2 separate regions of the Ovis aries genome follow, and region 2 is linked to region 1. Evidence: chromatin contacts called from public Hi-C data. All regions are on one chromosome and are shown on one strand. Each heading gives the region's core, a stretch centred on a gene start, on an enhancer-like site or on the middle of the called end of the contact. The rest is flanking DNA. Distances are from core to core; before and after follow the strand shown. Region 1 overlaps CDH13 (cadherin 13). Region 2 overlaps CDH13 (cadherin 13).

The links. Hi-C and Micro-C count contacts between places; a contact is called where the count stands out from the background.
Region 2: a contact with region 1 is called in a Hi-C map of liver, with 5 times the contacts expected there. The contact joins two enhancer-like sites. A contact is called at or near these places in 2 of 16 Hi-C or Micro-C datasets (liver and muscle).

What each region holds. Positions count from the first base shown.
Region 1 is chr14:8,687,700-8,694,230 of ARS-UI_Ramb_v3.0, reverse strand. The region is part of intron 1 of CDH13 (cadherin 13); the gene reads right to left. Among named protein-coding and RNA genes, the nearest start is that of CDH13, 37 kb to the right of the region's middle. Within about 2 kb of position 3,475, at least 7 of the 54 cell types and tissues checked have an H3K27ac peak or open chromatin away from gene starts, as enhancers often do. A contact at or near this core is called in liver, where this site is marked.
Region 2 is chr14:9,209,657-9,216,187 of ARS-UI_Ramb_v3.0, reverse strand. It overlaps CDH13 (cadherin 13), which reads right to left. Exons shown (of 14, transcript XM_004014934.6): 5 at 655-807. Among named protein-coding and RNA genes, the nearest start is that of TRNAS-GGA, 31 kb to the left of the region's middle. Within about 2 kb of position 2,432, at least 3 of the 54 cell types and tissues checked have an H3K27ac peak or open chromatin away from gene starts, as enhancers often do. A contact at or near this core is called in liver, where this site is marked.

The DNA of each region.
Region 1 (6,531 bases), core at 2,226-4,725:
AGAGCTCAGCAAATGCTTGCTGCACTGAAACTGGATTCCCAGACTGCCCTGGTGGTCCAGTGGTCCTGAATCCACCTGCCAGCACTGGGCACAGCTGTTTGAGCCCTGGTCTGGGAGACTCTACACGCGGAGCAGCTAGCGCCGTGTGTCACCACTGCTGGGCCCGAGTGCCCCGGCACGGAGTCCAGCAAGTCTTTGAGTGAATGAACGCCTTGCTAAATACAGGACAGAAGAAAGCAGCCAAAGCTGCGGGGAGAAACAACAGGTAGAGGAAGCTAATCAACCACCTACACCTACCAAATTCCTACCCTGAGTTCAGACCAGGTGCTTCACTGGGCCCTGAGGGAGGACACAAGAAGTGAAAATGCTTCCTTTCCTAAGTGGGATGTGAAACCCTCACCTACCAAGAGAGTCCAAGGGTGACTGCGGAAACCAGGAAAGCAGGAATTCAATAGGACTGTTTGGGGGAGGATGGAACTGAGGCTTCTAAGAGACGCCCCCTAAGGCAGATGAGAGAGGAAACAGTGGGAGTCAGCGGCTGATTACGCAGGGGTGTGGGTAGGACAACATGGGCAAAGGGGTCGGGGGCCAACTGAGAGTCGAAGGAGTCAAGAATGGCATCGGGCATTCTGACTCTGCATGATTCCAAGACAATAATATCAGTGGCTAGGGAGGGCTAAAACTGACCTTGCCGAGTAATCATCGCATACTGATGTACTAAGCTAAGGTGTTAAGCTGACAGTTTATAACTTAGAGCTTAGAGAAAAATCAGAATAGAGAAACAGACGAAAGAGTCCACTGCACAATAATACTAGCTCCCATTTTATTGAGGGTTAATGAGGAGCACGGTGCTCTGCTGAACTGATCACACACATTATCTCAGGTGATTCTTACCCAAAAGAGTATTGTTATTAGTCTTATTTATTTCTGTTTTGCAGATAAGAAAATTGAAACTTAAGAAATTAAGTAATTTGCCCAAACTCACACAATGAGAAAGTTACAGAGTTAGAATTTGAACACAGATCTGCCCACTTCAAAGTCTTAGTTCTTAACTAAAGCACTGAGAAACAAGGGAGAGAGCATCTTAGAAGTGAGGACATTCTTTCCAAAACAGGAGTTAGTGGCAGGCAAGGCAGGGGTGGAAACAGGAAGGCATCTGGAGAAATTCCTCCTTTTTCGGGGACACATAATGTAAAGGACACTTAGAGGAAGGGGCCCTCCTCAGGAATATAATTCCACTCACTTTTGGACACATCTGCTTATCTAAGTGGAAGAAGGGTTAGTTGTTCAGTCGTGTCTGACTCTTTGCAACCCTGGGGACCGTAGTCCACCAGGCTCCTCTGTCCATGGAATTCTCCAGGCCAGAATCCTGGAGTAGGTTGCCATGCCCTTCTCCAGGGAATCTTCCCAACCCAGATATCAAACCCAGGTCTCCTGCATTGCAGGCAGGTTCTTTACCGTCTGAGCCACCAGGGAAGACCCCCTGCGTATATAAGAGTGGTATACATGTCTCCTCTTGTATAAAGCAACAGGTCGTGAATGGAAAAGAAGCCCTAAGGAAACTCTGAACGTGAAAACTAATATCTTTAGAAACCTGGATAAGGATCTAAGAACCTGAGTTCTAGGGAAGCTTGTATATTTAGATTTCAGTTGGATCACAAAGATTAGCAATTTTATCAGAGTCTGGATAGAAGATTATGGGTAGATTAGGGTATTTGAGTAACAGTTAAATGTTAGTGATTAAAAAAAAAAACACACCTATGGATCTTAAAACTATTTTTATGAAGTTTGGTTTAAAGCTTTATGTGTTTTGATATTGGGTACAGAGATATTCTTTTCTTTAAAAGTTGATTGTAAAATTTTTGATTGAATATTTGTACAGGAAGTCTCATAAATATGGTTTTGCTCAGGAAGTTACCATTTTGAATATTAGGGGGAAAAACAGGGCTTGTTGATTGGCTCATGTGACCAAGGACCAATACCGCCACCTGGTGACAGTGTATACAATACAATACGGTAGCAAAAATGAACCTTGCGTTCTGAAAAGTGAAGTGAAAGTTGTGTCTGACTCTTTGCGACCCCATGGACTGTATAGTGGCCAGAATGCTGGAGTGGGTAGCCTTTCCCTTCTCCAGGGGATATTCCCAACCCAGGGATCAAACCCAGGTCTCCCGCGTTGCAGGCAGATTCTTTACCAGCTGTGCCTCAAGGGAAGCCCTTTCTGAAACAAGACCATAAAAAGTCCTTCCGTGTTCCCCTTCTGCTCCTTGTCGTTTGTGACTTATACAGTTGTGTTCTTTTCTCATTTACTTTACTTAGAGGAAATTTATTGCAATGGTAACAGAGAGTTAGCTTTGGCACTGGACAGACTTGCGTTCGACTTGGAGCAGAATCCACCTCTGGCTTTATGACCTCTTTTAACTTCATCCTAATGCTCACAAAAGGCTGAGGCGAGGATTTAATGCAATCATATATGAAACATGCTTAGCAGTGTCTGGCACACAGTGAAACAACACGTGATACCCAGCATCATGCTACTGACATCGTTGCTGTCACTGCCGTCTGTGAGAGGGGACCCTGGGAAGCAGACCTGCCTCGGCAACCCTGTGCCTCCAGGAGCATACACAGTAACAGTCATGGGAGAAACGCTTTGCTTATGTCTCAGGTGCTAAACAGCTGTTACTCCATATTAGGACCAGATGTGCTGAAATGCTATGCAACATTATGCTCAGTTCTAACTTTTACTGAATTGCCTGGTGAGGAAAAATGACTGCTGAAGGAGATGATTTATTAAAGGGCAATCCAGGGATTTGTCTTTAAGTTTCCTGCCCAACTACCCTAGATTACGCGCCAGTCTATGTACTCTGCACACTACAGAAGTTTGGCCCATTCTGAGAATCCAATGAGAGCTCATCCCCTAGTCATAGCCCACTTGTCTTTCTACCTGCCAGGCCTGTGTGCGTCTGTCCTGCAGCACCAGATTCAGCAAACCTGGGCCGAATACAGTTACAGAACTTTTGACCTCAGGCTTCCTTGCACATGTGAACTTTTCATTGCTTCCAGAGTCACTGTTGCTTTCAATTTCGTTTCAAGTGACTTTTTCCCTCATTTCACGCTCATATGTGCCCAAAGGAGAATCCACTGGGGGAAAGGGTGGAGAAGGAAGAGTAAAGAAATAGCTCTACGTTGTCTCCTTGTAACACCAGGCCACAGTGCTCTTGTTCTCTCTCTCCTATGAAATCTTCAGGTTATTTCCTGATCCCTCCAGATGACTTTCTAGTGTTCTGATTAGGGGAGAATTTGCAATTCAGCATGAGGTCAAATACTTTGGTGGTAGCTGGTAAATCCCGCTTTTGCTTTATTAAATCTCTCCAATAAATTCCCAGGCACAGTGAGTAGGCAGGGCAGCCAGAAGCCCATATACTCAGTGACTCAAGAAACCCAGGCCGGACCTCAAACTCTGCTATAAGCAGCAATTACGCAACAGGAGCTGTTTTCGCAATGGTATTTGCTCCTGAAGGCAGGTCAAGAATAAGGGCATGTAATGACTTCTCTTTATTTTTTAAAGTAAAAATGTACAAACTGAAAGAAATTTTCCATGCTGAGAAAACAAAACACATCTCTGTCAAAGAGGCCAGGAGAAATATTTAACACTTAAGCTGCTTATAGAGACCCATTTGTCAACTCCCTAACTAGAGTTCAGGACATTTGTCTTTGCAAGACTACTAAGTGGGCTGGGATACATCTCACTAGAGAGAGTGATGATGGGAGAGCAAATGGTTCCATCCAATTATATATGCTTAATTGCTCTAGATTCTAGAGGGCATACTCGTATGGAAAAGGTTTGCCTACCAATCACAAAAGAAGAAATAGCATCTTAATTTGGTGGCTTTATATTGGGTGATATTACAATTAGCTACAAAGTTGAATAAGTTATCTATGATGCTTTTAATGAGAAACATTTAAGTCCTTCTGGAATTTCTCCAGTCAAATTAGTTATGAGGACTGAAGACAGCATCACAACCAATGTGATCGGAATTACAATTACACGAGCACTAGAATGCGTCACCTAAAAGGCTCAGTGGATAGGTCCTAAAAGGCCCACTGTGTTCTCTGTAGACTTTATTAATGTGGATAAGATATAGTGTACATGCGTCCCTTTCTCAGGAGCTGTGATAGGGCAATATGCTCTATTGTGCTTGAAAGGCCAGGACAGGTTCTGACTGCCCTACAGCGGGCATCTGAGGGATCCATCCTTGGATCTGAGACTCAGTTTTATCCAACAAGCTGTCTCCCTGTCTAACCATGCCCCAAAGGTTCTGAACAGGAATTGCTCCTGAGAGGTGCCCGGTGGTCAGCAGTGGGTTTCCTACCATACCCTTGGGAAACAGTGCTCATGCCTGAGCCTCAGAAAGCCCTAAAAGTGAGTCTTAGGTTTGGTAATGAGGCTCATCCACAGCCTATGGATCCAGCTGGTGCAGCCCCTTTGATGTGGGCGGTAGTGAGAGCAACGAACACACACTGTCAGGGCGCCACTGTGCTGGGCACACCACGGACACCTCCCATTCAAACTTCCAAACCTCTAGCATCATAACAGGCACTGTCCCCACCTCCACTTTCCACGGGGCAACTCGTGTCCAGAGGAATTCTGGAGCTTGCTAACAGTCCAGAGAGGCACAGGTCTGACCACAAAGCGAGGGCTCCTGTGCCCTTCGGCCCAGCCACCCCGTGGCCTTCCCCATTCCCTCCCAGACAGTGTGCTGGACCACGCTGAGAGTGCACTGCAGGGCTGAAGTGCTGCTGACGCTCGGGGCGGTAGTTCCCAAACTTCGCTGCACACCAGAATCACACAGTAAGTCTGTCAGGATACAGATGCCTGTGCCCCATCCTGAGGACTTCTGAATCTGTAGGCCAGAGGCAGAGCCCCCCAGGTCTCTTCATTGGTCATACAAACCATTCTAAGGGGTCCTGAAGCACACAGTCCAGACTCTGCTTAAGGCAAAAGCACTACACGCAGGGCTGGTCCTGGGTTGTAGCCTTAAGGGGAAGAACTGTGTCCCCTGTCCCCTATGCTTCACTGTCAATTTCTTTTGTCCTTTTCAGAATGAAGGCAGGTCCACTAAAACCAATATTAGACTTGGCAATGTGTCCTGGGAGCCCTTTAATTATAGTGGGCCTGACACCTCTCTGGGGTTGGCAGTTCTTGTCAACTCCGCTTTCTCATCTGGATAGCAACACTCACCTTGTGATCAGGGCTCATGGGACACAGGGAACCACCACGTCTTAATGCCAAGATTCAGGGGAGTAGTTGAACAGGGAGGCAACAAGCCCATGGTCAGTGTGCTGCCTCTTTAGACTCTTCACAAACTCCCTGGGTAACCAGGCCCTATCTCCCCTGCCAGGCGTGAGCCATCCTATAGGATCGACTTCGTATTCAGGGTATCAGGAGTACAAATGAGCTCTGTAGACTCAGAGTGCGGCCCTAGTAATGCTGTAGCAATAGATGGAGTAACATTCAAGTAGAGACGAGAACCTGTGTTCATATTAGGTCAGCCAGACAAATACAGGTGTTTCTGAAAAACCTGTATTAGGCTTTAACTTATCTCATTTCAAGACAGCTTTGAAAGTAGAGCATAAAAGATTGAAAAGGCTCCCTAACAACACAGTCATGAAATGCCTGCTGCGGCAGGGCAGAGGCACTGAGAAACCCAGGAACATGGTGAGCGGCAGTGAGCTGTGGGGCGTGGACTGGGGGTGATGGTGACTGCGATTTCAAGGCTGTCTAGACTCAGGTACACACTGCGGAGCCCCCGGGACTGGCTTATGCCTGCTCCCACAGCTGCACGGCTGTGGCCCACATCAGGGCGGGCAATGTGACAGCGCCCAGCTTCTGTCTGGCCTAGGAGCCTCTCACTTTCTGCCCTAGGGCTTCCTTCTCGACTCTCTGCTGTGATCCAGAGACCTTACCTTTGAAGGGGAGCTTGGCTGCCTTACTAAAGTGGCTCTATTATTTAAAATACCCAGAAAGGTTTTGCAACAAATGATGTCATCCCTTCTCCAAGCATACAGCTGATGGCAGGCGCTTAGAAAGACAGCTGAAGGCAAACAGACCCCAACTTCCCTGAGCAGTTTTCCCAGTAGTTTTCTCTGGCAAAAAACAGATGTTCAGTGGCCGAAGGCAGAAAGGTACATTGTGGCACTAGCTAGAGTTCAGGATCTTAAGCACCATAGTCTATTTCCTCTTATGCAGGCTCTGGGAGACTTTAAGGAGGTTCAAACCCACATTAGATACAGTAGACGTGAACAGTGCATTAGCAAATAGTGAGCCAACACTCCCGCTGGAAATACAGGGTTAGGTTCCTCCTATAAGTCTCTGATCAGATCATTTCTGTCAGCCAATCAATATATAACCTTGTTGTAGGTGTTTCTGTTCAAAGACAACTTACCTAACATATATTGTTGAATCACTAGCACTGAGCTCATGGCCAACAGTACGGAAACCCTCATCTGAATGAAACTCATCCAACACGT
Region 2 (6,531 bases), core at 1,183-3,682, 520 kb before region 1:
CTTCACAAACACGTACCCATCACGATATGTGTAAACACTCCATCTGTAATGAGGACACCATATGTGCTGGTGTGTCTGTTTCATTCAATATCTTGAAAATCTCCCATGTAACTAGAACTTCTTCAAAAATATTTTAAACGGTTGTAGAAAGCTTCCTTGCAAAATTGTGCCATAGTTTAACCATTATATATTGCTGAATATCTAGCAACTGTTTCTATTTTAAGGATTGTGTCCTGCTATAACATCATGGTACAAAAATCTGACTGAATTCCTCCCTATTTCCTTAGGATGGATTTCTCTAAGTAGAATGAGCAGGTCCAAGGGTTTATTCTTTTTATAGCTCTTCATTATCAAGCTGGCTTCTGGAAAACCAACATTAACGTAGAGTTTCTGACCTCCTCTGAGATCCCCCAGGGGCCCCTTCTTGGTTTTTCATGCCCAAAGTTTTATGCAAACCTGGAGGGCTCTACTGATGAGACAGGGGCCCTCACTGCTGCTTGTCAGGGTTCAATGCCACTCGGCTCCCACAGAGACACACTTAAAGCCGTGCAGCCCCGGGTTTGATGAAGCACAGAAATAATGAGCTCAGTGGGAGGAAAGCAGTCTCTGAAAGACACGTCTCCGTGTGGGGGGTGGGCACTCAGGGGTACTCACTTGATAGGTAGCGATGGTTTCTCTGTCCAAGTTCCGTGTCACAGAGACACTGCCCGTGTTCTCATTGATTCTGAAAATTCCTTTAGGCTCTTGATCCACTCCCTTTCCAGTGAGCCGGAACTTGGACCCTTCCGGTCTGTCACTATCGACTACCTGGTCAGAGAAACAGAGCGACATTTACGGTTCTGGCTGGAAAGCATAGAGAAAGCACGGGGCTAACACACCGCAGTGGCCAGTCCACCAGCCACAGGGGCCAACGCGGAGGCGCTGGATGAGCTCGACCACAGCAGCATCACCAAAACGAGTGCCATCGGCTTAACACCTTCCATCCTGACGTGCACGTCTCTGCGGGTTTCAGCTGGGAAAGCGTACCAGCCCTGGGGGGACATTTAGTGATGGATCTGCTGGAGGCAAGCACCTTCATCAACTTCAAGGCTGGACATTTATATTATCTTTAACTCCTAGGAAACAGACTTTTTCCTACAAGTAAGACCAAATAAGCAATGGAAAACACTGGACAGTCCTATACTAGGCAGGCATCAATCAGGATTCTAGGTGTTCACAGGGGTCCAGTCACCAGCAGCACCACCTACACCCTTGCTTCTACCAGGTATTCGATACCAGGCATGGTGCTGGGAAGGCATTTTACATGAATTTTTTTTTTTAACTCTGACAACAATGCTAGGGGTAGGGAACATTATTATTCATACTTAATGAGTGAAATCAGTGAGACTCAGAGAGATTAAGCAAACTTGTCACAGTTATTAAAGAAACAAGGAGGGTATTCAGAAGCCATCTTCCATGTCTCTAGACGCACAGCTCTGTAGCATTGCTGTGTCTGGATTTGCTTCAAGGGAATTCCCTATTGGTAGTCGGCCTTGATTAGACATTTAAAGAATAAATTGAAAAGGTAAAGATATAGGAAAGCAATGCCAGGCAGACAGAGCAACACAGACAGGCAACAGGCGGGTGAGAGAGCTTAGAAAATTCAGAACGGTTTGAGAAGAGGTGAGGTTGAGAGGTATATTAGGAGCCAAACGATGCTGCTTTGTTTTGAAGTCATCTGAAAGTATCCAAAACCATTATTTGCATAGGTTAGTTCCAAAGTTTTACCAAGTATTCATGTATATGTAATTTTCCATCGATACCTGTAAACAAATTTGATTATAACATTTCAAAGGTCACTAACAGACATTCAGAACATATAGATGAAAGAAAGCTAATACTGATCTGGCTGCCATCAGTTTACAGCTAAACAAGTACCTATTGGGCTGTGGCCAACTGAGCTTGGAGGGTTTGGGTGGCTGAACCAGAAACGTGCCTTCTAGTGGAATGAGGAAGAGGTGTGGTGGTGGGGGCGGGGAGTGCGTTTCCGGGACCACCATGCCTGCAATTCTGATGGCTGCCACCAGGTGGCAGTGGAGCCTAAGGCAGCATGAGCCTTGCGCTAAGGCTCCTCTGCCAGGACTGGAGTAGGAGTGCAGTCCATATGGCAGTACAGGTTTTTCTTTTTTTTTTCCCCCCTGATTTAAGATATTCTTTATTAAAATACACTGAGTGTTCTGATTAAACATCAATTACCTCTGTTTGCATTTTTTAAATTAACAGAAAATATCATCCAAAGCAAGACTAAAAATAAGGTATGTGATATCTTCTGATGAAAAGAATTTTCACTGTCACTGCTTGACTAGATTTAATCCAAATGACATTATCCCCACTGCTTGGAAGCTCCACGAGGTCAACAGCCTCAGCATATCGGGCTCGCCACTGGATCCCAGTGCCTGGCAAAGTGCCTGGCATACAGTGGAACCAAGGCCAATATCTGTTTAATGAGGAGCTCAATGATTAGACAAACATATGTCCCCATCCTGGCTCAGCCAATGATCAGCCTGTGGCCTTGAACGTCATTCTTTGCCTCTTTGGCTCTTGATTTCCTTATCTGTAAACTGAGGATAATGCCACTTATTTCCTAGGGTTGGATGAGATAGTATGTGCAAAATACACTCCCGGCACATAGAAGGGGCTCAATAAACCAGAGTTAACAATTAGAGTATTAAGATAAGACATGGGTTCGATCCCTTATCTGGGAAGATCCTCTGGAGTAGGAAACAGCAACCCACTCCAGTATTCTTGCCTGGAAAATCCTGTTGATAGAGGAGCCTGACAGGCTACAGTCCATGGGGTCGCAAAGAGCTGGAGACGACTAAGGGACTGAACAACAACAACAAATTATGCTGTTGTTAACAGGTAAGACTGACACCTCCAGGCATAAAACACAACTTAGCTACAATATTAAAAAAAAAAAACCCTTTCTACGGGAACACATTTCCTTTTCAAAAACAAAACTCACAAAAGTCTCTGGTTTCAGGAGAGAAGTGTTCTGAAGGAAGATTTACTGTGGGAATGCACAATTCTGTTTCTTTATCTCTTATATATTTGCAGTAGTTCCCCTCCCCCTCTTACCACTTTGGCCCAAATACAGATTAGAACCTCTTCCTTCTGCTACCCTACACATGAACTGGTCCTCTCCAAAGACTTCTGTTGGAAAAAAGGCTGGCTCTCTTTGCTATCTCCCTTCCAGACTTATTTTAAACACAAAACACTACTGGGAACTCTTAAAAACCTGTTTTCTAGAATGCCAGTAAAGCAAAGTTGGCATTTCTCCCAGTTCCACACTTCCATGAGTTTCAAAGGCACTCCAGGGCTTAGAGAAACCTTGGAGAATAAAGCATGGAAGTGGGTGTCATTCTCCAGGGAAAAGATGGGAGTCTGGGCTCAATTTAGATTTAGGAATTACCCACCAGCTCTCTGGCTTCTTAGTCCCCAGAGAGACCCTGGTCCACTCCAGCCTGAGCTAGAGAGATAGGAGGTATGCAATGGCCACAAAGGAGGCCTCAGCCACACACCAAAGCAAGTCAGGTGGGTTTCCAGATGACCTTTATTATACTAGGTAAACTCCTAAGATTTGTCCAAGTGCTACTGCAGGGCTGTGGTCCCCAAGGCTGTGGACCTTTTCCTGATGTTTAAAGTGATGGAATGTAAGAAATCCAGTGCACTCCTGCCCGGAACAAATCCTGCCATGAGTCTCTGCTCCTGCAGCAGCTGTTAACACCCATTATACCACATAGGAGGGCTTCACAATTAGCTGGTCTTTCCTATTATTCTCTGTAATTCAACACTTCTTTTCACAGTAGGATGTTTTTTCCTTATTCTCTGAGTTGGAATGAAAAAAAAAATAGCTAGATATGAGAAAGAACTTGGACCCTGGGTGCCAACTCTCTGAGAAGCGTGTGTAAATAGCACACAGGTCCTGCTGCATACCTGGGCAAAGCCACTTCCCCAGCAGCAGCAGGGGTTGCTGGCATGCCAGCTGTGCCGGGAGTGGGGGGCATGGCTCAGGGGGAGCCAGAGTTTTCTGCACCCTGCGAGGGGCAGGAAATGCAGGGGCTTGGAGCAGCCAGTGCTGCTTGCTCTGAGTTTCAAAGGGCATCCTCACTGCCTACTTCCTACAGAATGTGGCACATTACAGACAAAGCCAGAGCCCGCTAGGAATCCCATTCCCACATCCGTTCTCTGCTGCAAGGGGCCTATGGTACCAAGTCATATGTGTTTCAAAGATACTCTGTGAATTTAAATACACATTTATGTACTCATAGTCTATATAGCCAGAGAAGGTGATGGCACCCTACTCCAGTACTCTCGCCTGGAAAACCCTATGGACGGAGGAGCCTGGTAGACTGCAGTCCATGGGGTCGGGAAGAGTCTGAAATGACTGAGTGACTTCACTTTCACTTTTCACTTTCATGCATTGGAGAAGGAAAGGGCAACCCACTCCAGTGTTCTTGCCTGGAGAATCCCAGGGACGGGGGAGCCTGGTGGGCTGCCGTCTATGGGGTCGCACAGGGTCGGACACGACTGAAGCGATTTAGCAGCAGCAGCAGCAGACTATATAGCAACTTTGAGTATTTTTACATTAAGAGGATCATTTTGTATCAGTTCAGTTCAGTCACTCAGTTGTGTCTGACTCTTTGCAACCCCGTGGACTGCAGAACGCCAGGCCTTCCTGTCCATCACCAGCTCCCGGAGTTTACTCAAATTCACATCCACTGAGTCGGTGATGCCATCCAGCCATCTCACCCTCTGTCGCCCCCTTCTCCTCCCATCTTCAGTCTTTCCCGGCATCAGGGTCTTTTCCAATGAGTCAGTTCTTCCCATCAGGTGGCCAGAGTATTCGAGTTTCACTTCAGCATCAGTCCTTCCAATGAATAGTCAGGACTGGCTTCCTTCAGAATGGACTGGTTGGATCTCCTTGCAGTCCAAGAGACTCTCAAGAGTCTTCTCCAGCACCACAGTTTAAAAGCATTAATTCTTTGGCACTCAGCTTTCTTTATAGTCCAACTCTCATATCCATACATGACTACTGGAAAAATAATAGCCTTGACTAGATGGACCTTTGTTGGCAAAGTAATGTCTCTGCTTTTTAATATGCTATCCAGGTTGGTCATAACTTTCCTTCCAAGGAGGAAGTGTCTTTTAATTTCATGGCTGCAATCACCATCTGCAGTGATTTTGGAGCCCCCCAAAATAAAGTCTGACACTGTTTTCACTGTTTCCCCATCTATTTGCCATGAAGTGATGGGACTGAATGCCATGATCTTGGTTGTCTGAATGTTGATATGATAGTATTTTATAATTTTTATATTCAATGTGCTTGGAGGTTATACAAAATATGCAATACTTTATATGTATTATTACATTTGTATGATATAAATATATTTTATATTTCATAGATAGACACAGACTTTGAGGGGAAGAGTAACTTTGTACTTATAGAAACACTGCCTAGATACCATAGAGCTCCCACATACTTTTCATCAATTTTCCCTAATATTCACATCTTTCATAACCATGGAACTTGGTCACAACTGAGAAATTAACATTGACATGTGACTATTAACTAACCAACCTCCAGATTTTATGTATTCAGATTTCACCACACCAATTTTTCTCCTCTGTCATTTCTCTGACCCCAAAATCTAACCTGGAACCCTATTACTTTTAGTCAGTGTGTTTGCCTCCCTATGGGTTCAGACATTTCCTGAATTATGCTGACATCAGTTCCCCCCACCATGGAAAATATATTTGATATATCAAAATGCCATAGTCCCCAAATTCTACATATTCTCTTTAAGACCTTCTAGCCCTGGCCCCCTGCCAGTCTCCAGTACCTGTAATTTAACTCAGATCCTCACTAACGGTTTTGACTGTTTTGTTGTTGGGGCCAAGACTGGTGCATGGTTCGCAGTAAGCTTTCACTAAATGTTCACTTTAAGTAAATGAATATTATGTAGTCTCCTAATAGGCCTCTATGTTTCTGATTCTCTCTTTTCCCTTCTTGTCCTAACTGCAATCAGAATGGTCACTGCAAAACGCAAACACAAATATGGCCAAAGCAGTTTCCAGATTAAGACTTTCTTTCGCTGGCTCCCCATTGCTCCCAGGTTAATTACCTCAGGGGCCTCCTTGATGGGCCTCCACCTGCTTCTTCAGTTCTCTCTCTTGCCACCACCAACTGTGAGCCACAGGCCTTCTGAACTTTGCCCACTTTCTCTGGACCTGGGTTGGTCGGACTGCTATCTTTCACCCTGCCTGCTGGAGTCCCTCCTGGTCTTCCTGGACTCAGCGCCACCAGGGATTGCCTGCTCACTGGAGCTTCTCCTGACCCTCTGCCCCACTCCAAGGAGGCGGCCTCATCTTCTGGTCCGAGCCCTGCTCACCACTGTGGTCTGTTAAGGCACAGAGAGCAGATGGCCCCTTGGTTGGGGGTGGTAATTGTCCCTTGGGCTATTTATTTCTCATTCTTTTAACATTTCCTGG